Regions from separate parts of the Mus musculus genome. Here all the other regions are linked to region 1. The links are chromatin contacts, called in public ChIA-PET, Hi-C and HiChIP or PLAC-seq maps. All regions are on one chromosome and are shown on one strand. The core of a region is the stretch at or near the end of the contact, and the rest is flanking DNA. Distances in the headings are between cores, read along the strand shown. Region 1 overlaps Ncoa2 (nuclear receptor coactivator 2). Region 2 overlaps Lactb2 (lactamase, beta 2). Region 3 has its middle 30 kb from the start of Tram1. Region 4 has its middle 76 kb from the start of Tram1. Region 5 has its middle 4.6 kb from the start of Gm39595.

What was found. Hi-C and Micro-C count contacts between places; a contact is called where the count stands out from the background. ChIA-PET counts read pairs in DNA pulled down with a chosen protein or histone mark. HiChIP or PLAC-seq counts read pairs in DNA pulled down with a chosen protein or histone mark.
Region 2: a contact with region 1 is called in an RNA polymerase II ChIA-PET map of effector CD8 T cells, with 15 read pairs. The contact joins two enhancer-like sites. A contact is called at or near these places in 2 of 15 datasets of contacts at CTCF or cohesin (large pre-B cells and pro-B cells), 15 of 484 Hi-C or Micro-C datasets (the G1E-ER4 cell line, LSK cells, brown adipocytes and 7 more), 6 of 115 datasets of contacts at active chromatin or transcription factors (Th17 cells, effector CD8 T cells, embryonic fibroblasts and 3 more) and 3 of 9 other capture datasets (adipose tissue, embryonic stem cells and pancreatic islet).
Region 3: an RNA polymerase II ChIA-PET map of effector CD8 T cells shows a contact between it and region 1, with 24 read pairs. The contact joins two enhancer-like sites. A contact is called at or near these places in 1 of 15 datasets of contacts at CTCF or cohesin (pro-B cells), 25 of 484 Hi-C or Micro-C datasets (the AML12 cell line, the C10 cell line, the G1E-ER4 cell line and 19 more), 4 of 115 datasets of contacts at active chromatin or transcription factors (effector CD8 T cells, embryonic basal ganglia, large pre-B cells and 1 more) and 3 of 9 other capture datasets (adipose tissue, embryonic stem cells and liver).
Region 4: a contact with region 1 is called in a Hi-C map of pre-megakaryocyte-erythroid progenitors, with 6 times the contacts expected there. The contact joins two enhancer-like sites. A contact is called at or near these places in 1 of 39 promoter capture datasets (embryonic stem cells), 6 of 15 datasets of contacts at CTCF or cohesin (the G1E-ER4 cell line, the NIH/3T3 cell line, large pre-B cells and 2 more), 112 of 484 Hi-C or Micro-C datasets (the AML12 cell line, the AtT-20 cell line, B cells and 62 more), 17 of 115 datasets of contacts at active chromatin or transcription factors (CD4 single positive thymocytes, CD8 T cells, Th17 cells and 11 more) and 4 of 9 other capture datasets (adipose tissue, embryonic stem cells, liver and 1 more).
Region 5: a contact with region 1 is called in a BATF HiChIP or PLAC-seq map of CD8 T cells, with 6 read pairs. The contact joins two enhancer-like sites. A contact is called at or near these places in 4 of 484 Hi-C or Micro-C datasets (the G1E-ER4 cell line, bone marrow-derived macrophages and embryonic stem cells), 13 of 115 datasets of contacts at active chromatin or transcription factors (CD8 T cells, bone marrow-derived macrophages, double positive thymocytes and 6 more) and 3 of 9 other capture datasets (adipose tissue, embryonic stem cells and liver).

What each region holds. Positions count from the first base shown.
Region 1 is chr1:13,153,761-13,156,360 of GRCm38.p6, forward strand. The region is part of intron 16 of Ncoa2 (nuclear receptor coactivator 2); the gene reads right to left. Among named protein-coding and RNA genes, the nearest start is that of Prdm14, 28 kb to the left of the region's middle. Within about 2 kb of position 1,286, at least 48 of the 459 cell types and tissues checked have an H3K27ac peak or open chromatin away from gene starts, as enhancers often do. A contact at or near this core is called in CD8 T cells, the CH12 cell line, the G1E-ER4 cell line and 10 more, where this site is marked.
Region 2 is chr1:13,638,421-13,641,020 of GRCm38.p6, forward strand. The region is part of intron 3 of Lactb2 (lactamase, beta 2); the gene reads right to left. Among named protein-coding and RNA genes, the nearest start is that of Lactb2, 21 kb to the right of the region's middle. Within about 2 kb of position 1,286, at least 74 of the 459 cell types and tissues checked have an H3K27ac peak or open chromatin away from gene starts, as enhancers often do. A contact at or near this core is called in Th17 cells, effector CD8 T cells and memory CD8 T cells, where this site is marked.
Region 3 is chr1:13,558,229-13,560,828 of GRCm38.p6, forward strand. No RefSeq gene overlaps it. Among named protein-coding and RNA genes, the nearest start is that of Tram1, 30 kb to the right of the region's middle. Within about 2 kb of position 1,278, at least 59 of the 459 cell types and tissues checked have an H3K27ac peak or open chromatin away from gene starts, as enhancers often do. A contact at or near this core is called in the HPC-7 cell line, Th1 cells, effector CD8 T cells and 2 more, where this site is marked.
Region 4 is chr1:13,512,650-13,515,249 of GRCm38.p6, forward strand. No RefSeq gene overlaps it. Among named protein-coding and RNA genes, the nearest start is that of Tram1, 76 kb to the right of the region's middle. Within about 2 kb of position 1,317, at least 88 of the 459 cell types and tissues checked have an H3K27ac peak or open chromatin away from gene starts, as enhancers often do. A contact at or near this core is called in CD8 T cells, the CH12 cell line, the G1E-ER4 cell line and 9 more, where this site is marked.
Region 5 is chr1:13,425,733-13,428,332 of GRCm38.p6, forward strand. No RefSeq gene overlaps it. Among named protein-coding and RNA genes, the nearest start is that of Gm39595, 4.6 kb to the left of the region's middle. Within about 2 kb of position 1,294, at least 280 of the 459 cell types and tissues checked have an H3K27ac peak or open chromatin away from gene starts, as enhancers often do. A contact at or near this core is called in CD8 T cells, the G1E-ER4 cell line, effector CD8 T cells and 2 more, where this site is marked.

The DNA.
Region 1 (2,600 bases), core at 36-2,535:
GTTTACTACGCTGTTCTCTATGGTTAGTGGAACTTCTTACATGCGTACACTTTGCTATAATTCACTACTACATGCTAGACATATTCAATGTGTTTGTCATTTGATTTTTCAACAGCTTTTCTCCTACCAAAGACCTACAGAGGGAAAGGAATGGAAGGTGGTGTAAGGGCATGTAGCAGGTCCTCCCTGTGCCCTGACCAGCATCTGACAGAGTATCTGCAAGACTAGTTTGTATATATTTGGTTAATTTAATTGTCTGAAAGATGCATTTTTTTAAACCCCAAGACATGGTCTCATTATGTAGTCCCGCTGTCCTGGAACCCACTATGTAGACTGAGTTAGCTTCAAACTCACAAAGATCTGCCTGTCTCAATGAGTACTGGATTGAAGGCATGTGATACCATGCCCAGCTGATATGTGTTTTACAGAGAGAGCTGCATAAATTCCAGTTGCATCTTGCATTAGCTATTTAGTTTTTAAAAAAGTGTGTGCACATGTGAGTGATACACACATACACAGAGAGAGAGAGAGAGAGAGAAAGAAAGGAAGGAGAGAGGGAGCCAGCCCAAGCAAGCGCACACGAGTGTGTGAAGCCTGGAGGGTTTCTGGGGATGCGGCCCTTTCACTCAGTTTCTGAGACAAGGGGTCTTGTCATTTCTGCTACTGAGCTGAACATGGAAACTTCTGGCTGACTGTCCTGTTTCCATGCATAGGGAATCTAGCGCTCTCTCAGGGCGATGCTCTAGTGTCAATATGAAGATCTAATATACCCTTGTCCTTCTAGAAGCCACGACTAGACATCTGAAGGTCTTTAGAGGGCAAGCCGCAGCAGAAGTCACATCTCAAGCCGCCATCAGGTTACTGCTCTGGCAGCCTTAGTCCTTCCTTCCAGACGCCCTAGGATGATAACGCTGCCTGTGGTCTGTGGTCAGCAGGACAGCGTCAGTATACTGCCCTCTCCTCTTGATAATTAAAAAAAAAAGTGTGTATGGAGTACCACCAGCAGGGAGACCACTCCTTGTTGAAATATTTCAGAACTTTACATCTGCCCATATTTAATAGAAAATCTACTTAGGTTATTTCCATATTGATCTATTTAGTTTTTGCTCTGTTTGAGACAGGTCTCACTTCTGTTTAGAACTCACTGATTACGCTAGACTGGCTGGTGCTGTGGGAATCCTCCTGTTTCCACCGTCACAAACTCACCATTGCTGGGGTAACGTGTGTACCACTGAGCCTGGTGGTTTTCCTGGGCTCTGGGGATGTTTGTGAGACAAGAACTTTATTTCTATACTGTGTATGCAACTCTGGCTAATCTACAGTATACATGCACACCACATTTCCACCGCTGCCCCTAAGAATGCCGTCTGTAGTTCAGCTTAAACGACACGGTGACTGACCTGAGGAGAGCATTCAAAATGATGTAATACTGGTTTTAATTTTTAAAAAGTATTTCAATATTTTAGATGCCAAGACAGGTCAACTGCCATAAATTTGAGCCTAGGTTGGGCTGGGATCTCTTAAATTTCTTAAAAATCTAATCTCTTAAAACATAACCCCCGCTTCCAAAGTCCCTCAAAGTATTCCAGTCACTGAGGAACTCCAAGGACATTTAAGAATGTCACCTGCATAAACTCAAGGATAATCGCAGAAAAGCTGAACTCTAGCTGAAGCTAAAGGCGAAGCCGACCAGTCATGCAGGAAATAGGTACCCCATTTCCTTTCTGGTTTTAAGTCAGGGTGTACTGTGCAACCTCCAGTCATTTCTTTCCATTCTGCTGTTTTCAATATGAATCAACAAGTCTGAACTCCCACCTGTGTCTGCTAAACTCTGGGAATTATGACTGTTTTTAAGGTTCCAGAGTCTTCGATGACTATCACTATCCTCACAGTGACATGCTGCAGGGCCAGGCAGCCTGGCCTTGGAAGATGCTTGTGACAGGGAGACTGGCACTGGACAGGAAGGAGGACCAGGAGGAGGTTGTTTCAGATGCTGAGGGGCCATGGGGTTATTATCACAGCCTCAGGGCTTTCTCAAATCAAAGAAAGACAAAGTCTGTTACTTCTTCAAATAAACTAACGAGGGAGCAGAGAGAGAACTAGGCTCACTAGGGTGGTTGGCATCCTAAAATTGTTACGGGCGACACCCACATAAGGGTTGTAGTGTTTGGTGAGCTGCAGTCACACTTAAGATGCTTCTGCTACCTGTGTGTGAAACAGTCCTTTCTAAGTAGCGGCTGCCTGTCTCAGTGAATAGGCATGGCCGGACTGAGGCCTGCTCACATGGTCTCCCATCCCAGCATCGAGGACCAAGGCCCCCAGGAAGCAGTGACCCTGTGGCTTCTCTAACTTGTTTTCCTAATCTGCCCTTTCAGCAAGCGTGGACAAGAGGCTCTCGGCTTGCTTCTGCCTTTCTGCTTAACTTGTCTTGTGCAATGGTCCTTCCCAGGTGTTTGCTTCTTGGGCAACAGTTTATGTGAGAGTATGAGAGTAAAGAGGAGGAGTAGGGAGGCCTGCTGGTGGGGAGGGAAAAAGCATCCCAGAGAAGCCTGCAGGAACAGAGACCTTTGGCCTACGCAGTGCTTGGCCGCTCTGATGCT
Region 2 (2,600 bases), core at 36-2,535, 480 kb after region 1:
CACAGGTTAGGAAGAACAACAAATCAACAAGCATGAATTCTTACGCTTGCGCAAAATGTTGAGAAGTGACCAATTCTGTCACCTGTAGACAAGACGGCAACACATGCTGTCAAGGAGGGGATTTCATTTTTTCCCAGGGGTTGCTTGTAAAAATCTGACCCCACACAAATATCTCCTATTCTTAGATCATGTTTCTTATCCAAAAGTACACATTCAATAACATATTTTCTTCTTATTTCATAAGTAAGATGATTACAACAAATTTGAAAAACATGAAAGGATAAAAAAGATGAAAATCAAGATTACTCAGAAACAGTACTTTTAGATAAGAACATAACTTTTCAATTTTGTATGGTAACAATTAAAAAACAAAACTGTGTGTTTTAAAGTTTTCATTTACTTCATTGCATTTCTCTACATTATTAAATTTCTATAGGTAAATCCCGAAGCTCTCTACATAATAGCTGGGACAGTGCTACATGTTCCGAAAATAAAATTTTACTCTAATAGTATTTATATAAAAATTTTAGAGAAATAAGAGTACATACATACATGAAAGTAAAGGTAAAACACTCAAACAGATGAAAAAGCATCAACTAAGGAGCCAATTAATGTCAAGAGTATTTGTAAGCCATATAAATATTTAAAACTATGTGCCTCAGAAGCAAAGACAAACAAGCCTTTAGAATCAAATAAAAACCTTAACCAAGACTAATTATGGACATTAAGAACTTGATTTATGCTATTCTTTGGTAGTGCAGCCACTAATTTAGTTGCCCAAACTCTAACTCCACCACCCATGCTCCTGTAAACAATCCTAAACACCTGCCTGCCCGCCCGCACACCCACACACCCCGACGGAGGGGCGGCTGGGATGGGGAGAAAGGATGTGGAAGGAGGGGACTAGCTGGCAGAAGGAAAGGAGCAGCAGAGTGGGACAGTAAAGGAAGGATAGAGGATGTAAGACGGTGTAAATGTCATGATGAAACCCAGGATGGCCTATGACTAATACTTGCTATCAAAAAGCCCTTAAACTTATGAACAGATTATGGTACCTTTACGTAACAAGAAATATGTCTTTAAGAGCTTTTTATTTATATTCACATTAAGTTTTATAGCTATACCAATAGTAAATGAAGAGCTAAGTCTAGTTTGTTCTGCAAAGCACCTCTTCATGTCTCAGCTGGTGCACTCCTCTTGTTTTCCTGGTGCACTGGGAGACACACTTGCTCTCTATGTGGTGCACCATGAGTCACACTTGCTCTCCACGTAGTGCACGGTGAGTCACACTTGTACTTTACAGCTTGCACCCTGTTTTCCTGTTTACTATTCAGGCTCCTGATGAGCAGGGCCCTTGTTATTCTCCACTGTCTGCTTGCAGTTCGCAGCTCTTAGTGACATCTGGTTTTACAACCCAGCTTTCCTTGTCTTGGCGCTGACCCAGCTGCTTGTGGGTAATGCACACCTAAGCCTGACACGGCTCCAGGGTGGGTTCTACTAACCTTCCCACTGTCCATGAGTGAATCACAGAAGACATCAGTAAATTCTGACTAATACTTCTCAAACTTAATTTTATTTATAAGAGACTAACTTAATTACCTTTCTCTGTCTGATTTACATAGACTGATTTGTATATTCTTGAAATATTTTAAATAAAACTCTCAATAATGACCTATTTAGGGGAATAGGGCAAATATAACTGCATATTTATATTTAATACTTAGGGACTCAATATGGGTTCTTGATTAGAGACAGTAGAGTGCATATCTACATATGTTTTCCTTCTAAAACCCCCAGAAAAGGTGTTTGTTTTGCTTTGGGTTTTTTTTTTTTTTTTGGTAAAGATGTAATCCCAACAGGGATGAAAGGAATGGGCAGGACGAGCACAGCTGAATGAGAGCAGTTGACAGTATTAGCAGTCACCAGAAAGCTGAGGGCTAAGCGGGCAGAGAAAGCTGGGGATCACCTAGCAGAGGCCCCTGAAAGCTGAGCATTTGGGGTATCAGGAACCTGGAAGATGAGGGGACATTAGGGGAAAGGTGGTTAAAAAAATATTGGAAATGTGCTTAACAAATATTCAGGCCGTGGCTGGAGCTCAGAGGCAGAACACCTGAACACGTGCGGTCCTGGATTCAATCCTCCACACCCCAAATCCCAAACAGACAAACAAACAAACCCCAAGCAGAATTGAAACCTGCCACATACACAAGTTGTATTCTTCTTTGAGCTGTGTGACAAGTACCTTAAGCCTGCTGATGGAACAGGCTCAGGTGGAGCAGAGATAACACACCGAGAAATGGAGATTCCTAACACAGGCCAATGCCATTTGGACGTCATTTTTCATGTATTGTTATTGAGGTCTTTACCCTTACCAAGATGTCAAAAAAAGTCTTTTCTAAGGTATTTAGTAAAATGACTTAGAAAATAACCTTAGCAAAAGCCTAAGTTGTCAAAAATGGGTCCCCAGTAAAGTTCACCTTGATTATGATACCATGAGGCTCGTGCCAACAACTCTGTCCTCCCAGTCAGTTCTCAGGACTCACAAATAGCTCTACAGCTTTCATCAGAAGAAAATCAGGAAACATGAGAGGGTAATTAAG
Region 3 (2,600 bases), core at 28-2,527, 400 kb after region 1:
TTTATCCTTGAGAAGAGTTTTTGCTATCCTAGGTTTTTTGTTATTCCAGATGAATTTGCAAATTGCTCCTTCTAATTCGTTGAAGAATTGAGTTGGAATTTTGATGGGGATTGCATTGAATCTGTAGATTGCTTTTGGCAAGATAGCCATTTTTACAATGTTGATCCTGCCAATCCATGAGCATGGGAGATCTTTCCATCGTCTGAGATCTTCTTTAATTTCTTTCTTCAGAGACTTGAAGTTTTTATCATACAGATCTTTCACTTCCTTAGTTAGAGTCACGCCAAGGTATTTTATATGATTTGTGACTATTGTGAAGGGTGTTGTTTCCCTAATTTCTTTCTCAGCCTGTTTATCCTTTGTGTAGAGAAAGGCCATTGACTTGTTTGAGTTAATTTTATATCCAGCTACTTCACTGAAGCTGTTTATCAGGTTTAGGAGTTCTCTGGTGGAATTTTTAGGTGACCGGGGTTTCTTGATACCATTCCTGTACCATTTGCAGGACTGGTTGTGTGTGATGTGGTTCTTGGACTTGGCCGTGTCAGCACAGTAACTGAAGCTCCCGAAGCACCTGGGACCAGAAGAGAAAAAGCCTGTCTGTCTCTCTTACTCCTCTGTGGCTCCCAGTAAGATTCTAGGACCCAGCTGCTTTGGTCTTCTCAAGTCTCCATAAAATGGACTCTTGTGACAGTGGTGGCCTCTGGTTCCTTCCACAGGCTGTGCTCCTTCCTCTGGCTGTCTCCTTGGGCCTGGTCACATAAACTCCTTTTCCTTCAGAGTCTCTTGGGGCAGAGGTCCTTGTTCCTTGCATGTTGTAGCCCATTTTGACTGCTATAGGAAAGAACTCTTCTATTTTCCAATTTAGCTTTGCTGGATTCTTTTGTTAGGAGACTCAAAAGGGGGCTATGAAAGAATACAGACTCTCAGTTGTGATCTCTGAGCTCCACTTAGAGAAATCTAATTATACAAGGCTTTCTCAAGTGGCCCTGTAGCCTAGATTTTACCTCAGCATAGTTGCATATTGAAACCTGTGTACTCGGTGTCTGGGCACCTAGACTAACATTAATTTTTCCCCATGTTCTTTCATTTCTAGAATTTTAAGTCAAATTTATAGAGCCTTAAACAAAACCGTACTCAGCAAGGAAAATGAGCTTTGAAAGTGTAAAAAAAGGAAAAAAAAGAATCCATTGTTTGATTATATATTAGTTAGTTACGTGTCTCACTGTTTCAGTGAAATACTTGTCAAAGGAAACATTAGGAAGGAAGTGGATTCACAGCTGTGGGGTGTAACCCACAGTGGTGGAGAGAAGGTGTGGCCATAGGAGCTTGAGGCTGCAGGTCCCGTTGTATCCGTAGTCAAAAAACAGAGACATGAAAAAGATTCCGCTGTTCAGTTTCTGTTTTGTATTCAATTAGAGATCCCAGCCCATAGAACTAGTCCTGTGGTGTCCAGACTCACTTATGAGAACATACCTGGGTGCTTTACAATTAGGCTTTGGGGCCTTGCCTGGGAGAGTCCAAAGATCTTTCTTTACTGCCTGAGTCCTCACAGGAGAGACTTGCTGAGGGGTGGGCATGTTACGGGGTAGTGGGAGTGGGCATAGATTCCTTTACCAGGCTCAGCACTGCCTGGGCCTGCCGGCTAAGCTTCCTGCTGGACACCACCAAAGGTGGGAGGCTATGAATGTGTGGAGTTAGGAAGCCAGGCACCAGCTCTGTCTTGCCAATCCCTGCCAGCCTCCCTTGGTTTACTACATTTTCTGTTCCAAGTGGTTGTTCTAACTAATGCTTCCTTCCTCTGCATCTACCCGGCACCCTCACCCTGGGCTTCTTGGTTCACTCCTTTCTTAGAGGGCACCCCTCCCTCCCACCAGTCTTCTCTAGTATTTCCTTCTTCCCCTTCCCCACCCACTGTGAGCTGCCACCTCCCTATAGCATATAATTTGTGAAGTAGAACCTTGGGGAGGGCAGCAGTGTTACCAAATATGCCCTTCTTGAAAAGCCTGGCTTTTACCCCTTGCAAATCACCCAGCACTGCTGAGATTCCACATTTATAGAAGGTGGCTGGAAATGGTCCCTACATACTTCTAGGGTGCCAGTGAAACGTGTCAGGGAGGGGCATGATTGAGCACTTGAAAGATGGAGGCTCAGCACCTCTCAATAAATGTTAGTAATTTTTGTTTCACTTCACCCTGTTTAAGGATTTGCTGCTTTTGTGCTGTTATAACAGAATGTAATGTTGGGTAATTCATAATAAGCAGGAAGTTATTGTGTCCAGGGTCAAGAAGCCTTTAAGTGCAAGATCGAGCCCCCACCCCCCTGCCTAGTAAAAGCTTACCTGCTGTATCATCACAGGGCAGAGGTGGGCAAAGCTGGCAGTGGAGGACATGGAACACGTGGGTTTCCAGCAACACCAACGTCCATGAGGGTGCCCAACTCAGGAGACAAGCATCCAAACATCTTTATAAGCTGTCACGAAAAAACTTGCCATTGCTTAAAGGGAGTGTGTTTTAGAATCAACAACACACAGTATTCTTAATGTTGGATGAGTGTAGTTTCTACCCCACCTCCAAATTCATGCAGAGCCCAACCCCCCTGCC
Region 4 (2,600 bases), core at 67-2,566, 360 kb after region 1:
TATTACGGGCCTCTTCCATGGCCCTAGAACCTGAGTAAGAACTCTGGCCACCCCTGCCCTCTCATCAACATAGAGGATGAAGGGTTTGGTTAGATCTGGCGATGCCAAGGCTGGCACAGTCAGCAGGGCCTCCTTAATATTTGCAAAGGCTTTCTGATGTTCTGATGTTCATCTGAATTCTCTTCTTTCTTTGGTCTGGGGGTACAAGGGGGCAGCCAGTGTTGTAAACCCAGGTATCCAAAGTCTGCAGAACCCAGCAGAGCCCAAGAATTTTCTCACCTGAATTTTCTCGATTCTTGGAGTAGCTGGTGCTGGTATTAGAATCACAGTCCTTTTTCTTTGCAATAGGCACATTGGTCCTTTTCGAAAGTCTTCTGAACAGGTTTTCTTTTTCCATGTCTAGGTTCCCTGTTGCCCAGGTACCCTGTCTGTCTATTCTCTGGCCTCTTCTTTCTTTTATGTTCTCCTACTACTGCGGCCAAAATCCTGCTTAAATTCCTCTCCTGTCTTCTATCCCTCTTATTCTCTCTCTCTCTTCTTCTTCACGCTTTTCCCTCTCTTTCTTCTCTTCCTCTGTCTCTCTCTTGTGATACACCTTTTCTGCCTCCTTGACTAAATCTTGTAAAGCCATGGCATGTAATTCTTCTAGTCTTTGTAACTTTCTCTTAATATCTGATGCTGATTGCCCTATAAAAGCCATAGCAACTGCAGCTTGTTGACCCTCAGAGGTTGGGTCAAAAAGAGTATAGCATCTATAAGCTTTCATCAATCTTTTCAGAAAAACAGACAGGGGCTTGGTAGGGCCCTGCATCACCTCTCTTACCTTAGCCAAATTGGTGGGGTGTCTTGTCACTCCCTTTAGACTAGAGCCTGGCGGTAAACTGCCAACCTCTCCTTACTTTGAGCCATGTTGTAGTTCCAATCTGGCCGGTCTAGAGGGAACCCAGTGTTAATCTCATTAGGTAGGTTGGTTGGGACTCGATTCACTCTGGGAACATTTTTTTGAGCCTCCAGGAGAATGCGCTCTTTTTCTTCAGCGGTAAACAGAACCTGGAGGAGCTGCTGACAATCATCTCAAGTTGGTTGATGAGAAAACATAAGAGACTTTACCAGCCCCCTCAGGCTGGCCAGATTCTCGGAAAGGAGGCATGGTTATCTTTCTAATTATACAGATCTGCAGAGATTTCATGTCCGCAGGCAGGTCACCCACAGCTTGCAAAGGAAAAGCAGAAGTGGTGTCAAGAGCGCATGTGCTGGGGGACTCTGGGCTCATCGACTCCGGGTCCTGGCTGCCAGTGGGAGTAGAAGATAGGGTGGAGGGGGAGGAGATTGTGGCTACTCAGGAGGCTCCTCTTGAGGGGAGCTGTGGGTTGAAGGGGAAGCTCGGTTTTGGGCAGAACCTTTGGTTTCACTTTTGTTCGGGCTCAGGGCTGCTCACTTGCTCGCCCGGGGAGCGGCCTTCTCACCACTGGGCCAGAAAGCGTGCTGGTCCAGGCAGGGTCCACACTGCCGCTGCTGCTGTGCTCACTGCTTCTTAGGGCAGAAAGTGAGGGTGCTGTGTTGACCCACCTGCGCGCACAGGAGCAGCAGGGGGCGGGGGGGAGAAGGGCTCCGAGATGCATGAGGGGGGGCAGTAAATTCTGGATAAGGTAAGGCTGTTGATCCGAGTAGGACCCAGGTCCGCTCTGAAAAACAATGGCTTTAACTTCAAAGATAAGAGTCAAATCAAAAGTCCCCTCCAGTGGCCATTTTATGCCACTCGGAGGCCCAAAAAGTCTGCCAAGATCCGTTCTTAATTTCTACTGATCTATTATGGGCCCTTGATCTAACTTCAGTCCAGTGGTCTAAAGTCAAACTTAGGGTGGGTCGTTACAGTCTGTCCTATCATCCAATATCACAGAAAACATGAAACAGACACAAAAAACACACACACACTGACAAATGCCTGAAAACAGACAAAAAACAAACACACACTGACAAATGCCCATCTTCTAACGGACAGACAAAACCAACTCAGAAATGCAAAAGGTTGGGAAAATGCGTAAATCCTCCAATCTAGAAAGACTACTGACTCTTCACTCCCTGCCCCAGACGAAGTCCTTCCCCTCCCTCGGGGCAACCCCCAGAGCAGCACAGCCAGTGATTCTAGCACGTCTGCTGTTCACACTCCGTGCCTCACCCTGAGGCGCTGGTCTCTGGTCTCCATTTCTCACAAAATGTTGCGGCTGCAAATTTCAGCACTGAACCTTGCCAGCTCACAGAAATATTTTTAGACAAAAAAAAAATCTCATCTCCAAGTGGGTCTTCGGAGACGTGGGTGGTCGCGCCAATCCCGGATGAGCCCCCAATGAAAGACCTCCGAAGGGAGACCCTCACTCAAGTCTCAGGATAATAGCGAACCCCCCAAGAACTCACAAGAGACCAAACTTGATGCAAACTACATGAGGCTTTATTCTGGGAAAGCCAGAGCTCTGGGATGACTCGTATCCCACACAGGGGTAGAGGAGTTGACCCAGAGGAGAAAGGGGTCCCAGTTTTTATAGGCCCTCAGGGGGGTGGGAAAGGAGAAGGGAGAGTAGAGGATTTCCAAATCTAAACAA
Region 5 (2,600 bases), core at 44-2,543, 270 kb after region 1:
TCCCAAAGGAGGAGTCTGGCAAGTGCTCGCAAGCTGGAGCTGTTTTAGGACTTAGAAAGGAAAACTGTACATACAATGCTCATCTTTGGCAAGCTTTCTGGGACTGTGTGAATCATCAGTGTCATCTTAGAGTCTGGAGGTAACCCCGGCGTGTGGTTTTTATAATTGGAGATCACACCATGAAGATGTACCCACCTAGATCCTGTCCTTTCAATTTGGAGTTAGCAGCCTTATTAATTTTTTCCCTCATTGGTGTCCATGAGCTGCACTAATGACTTCAGTAAATGTTTCTACTACTTAAGAGATTTTCTGTGAGACATTGAATGCTGTATTATGGGTGCTCTCTATAAATACTGCTTAAAATTAGATGGCAAAGGCTCCCAATTCACATCCTGCCAACTGTCTTACCACACTTTTCCCCCCCTTGCCTGTTTGCCTGCCATGCTATCCTCTATAATGAGTGAGTTACAGTAATTGTAGCTGGAAAAATCATCATGCAAAGTGGGGGGGGGGGGGGGCGGGGCGGGGCGGGGCGGGGACGGCTCAAAACCTGCCTTATTTTTAAATGAGTAAAGCTTCTGTCGGTTTTTTTTTTTTTTTTTTTTTTGGCCGCGTTTCAGCCTCACAGCGAAGTGAAAGAGCCAAAAGAGGCAGTGGGGTAACTGGCACGTGGGGGGTGGGGTGGGGGTAGGGTCGTGGCAGCATCAATTAACCGGATTTCATTTTCCCTTAATAAAGAAATTCGGTTTTTCCACAGCTAACTGTATAATCAATTTGCTGCCCCGCTGCTTTGCTAACTGGCTGTTGGCGCCACTTCAATACTATTGAGCCTAGCCTGTGGCCAGAGCTCGAGGAGGAGCCAGCGGCAGGGAGGAGGAACTCTCTGCCGGACTCGGACAGACTCAGACTCGGCCGGCCGAGTTGACTCCTTCCTGCAATTTCTCTGCGCTTTGTTTGCTCCCATCTTTCTTTCCTTGTTATTTTGACGCATGATCTCATGTAGCCCAGGCTGGTCTCACTAGTAGTGGAGATTACACGCAGGGATCACAACATCTGCTTTATGCAGAGCTGGGGACTGAACCCAGGGTTTTATGCGTGCTACACAAGTACTCTACCGGTTGAGCTAAATCCTGGGGCCTGAACTCTTTAGTTCCCCCTCCCCCATTTCCCCCCTTCTCTCTCCTCTTCTTTCTATCTACGTATTTCTTTTGAAATTGCCTGCGTATGTTTGTGCGAGCGCGGGGGTGGGGTGAGGTGGAGTGGGGCGTACGACAGGGGGTGGGGAAGTTCGCGCCTGCCAAGACATGGGTGTGGAGGTCAGGCAGATTGCTTGCTGCAGTCTGCTCTCTCCACTGCGTGGATCCCCAATGATTGAACTCAGATCATCAAGCTTGCTGGTGGCAAATGTCCTTTCCCCCTTAGTCATCTCATTGGCTGTCTGTCTTTTCTCTGTAGGGAGCAAGAGCTGGCTGAGATGCCCACTGCTTGCCTTAACCCCTTGAGCTCACGTGATCTTGCTGCCTCAGCCTCCTGAACAGCGGAAATGACAGGCAAACACAGTGGCTCTTTCATTCCAGTCGTAGAGAATAACTAATTTTACTTATGATCATTAGTGTGTTCGCTGGTACTTTTATGTCACCTTAGTAACTCTGATGCATCTGTGCCCTGCTGTAGGCCAGAGGACTTGGTTCCCTCCTCTATTGTTTGAAGCAGGGTCTCTCTTGTTTCTAAGGTTCTGTTTACTCAGCTCGCTGACCTGTGAGCTTCTAGGTGATTCCTCTGTCTTCACTTCGTGCCTCCTTGTGGGTGTTTGAGGACTACAGATGTGCACCACCACCTCTGGATTTTTTATGTGGGTTCTGGGGAATCTAACTGAGGTCAACGGACTTTAGTGTGCAAGGCTTTACCCACTGAGCCATCTTCTTGATGCTCCACGCGTCCCCATCCCTCTGGTATAACAGCTGACTCTGGTATAACAGCTGACATGGTATTAGAGCTGCCTTAATCACGTTCTGATGTCTGGTTGACAAGTTTAAAGTCTTCCATTTACTGTGGCTTTGGAGCACTCTGGAAGGATTTTAGTTTTATGGTATTATCTAACTATGTAGGAATTTAGAGTGTTGAGGAAAAAAAAAAAAAAAAAAAAACCCGTGTTTCCAATACAGTTGTTTCTGTGAGTGAAGCAGCTGAGTCTGTAGCAAATGCTCTTTGCAATCAGCACTTTCAAGTTATCCTTCTGTCGGCTTGGAGAGAGTGCAGAAAAACCACATTCTCTCCTAACTGCTGATTGTGTTCTTGCAGCCTGTCCCAGGCCTGCAAATTATACCCTGTACGACGGATCGGATCGCTCACTAACTCACTTGTAGTTCCACATTTTTCTCTCTAGCTTGCTGGATTACAAGACACAAGTTAAACTACAAGATAAACAAATATTATCTTTAGTCACAGAATCACCAGACAAAAAGCCCCTCAGAGCAAGCTGGCTCCACCCTCCTTGTGGCTATTTCTGCTCCTTATTCTGAAGGCTGCACTTCAGTTTAAGGACCGTGGACTTGGAAGGCCTGAGGAAAGCTTGAGTCAAGATGGCCAGGACAACATCT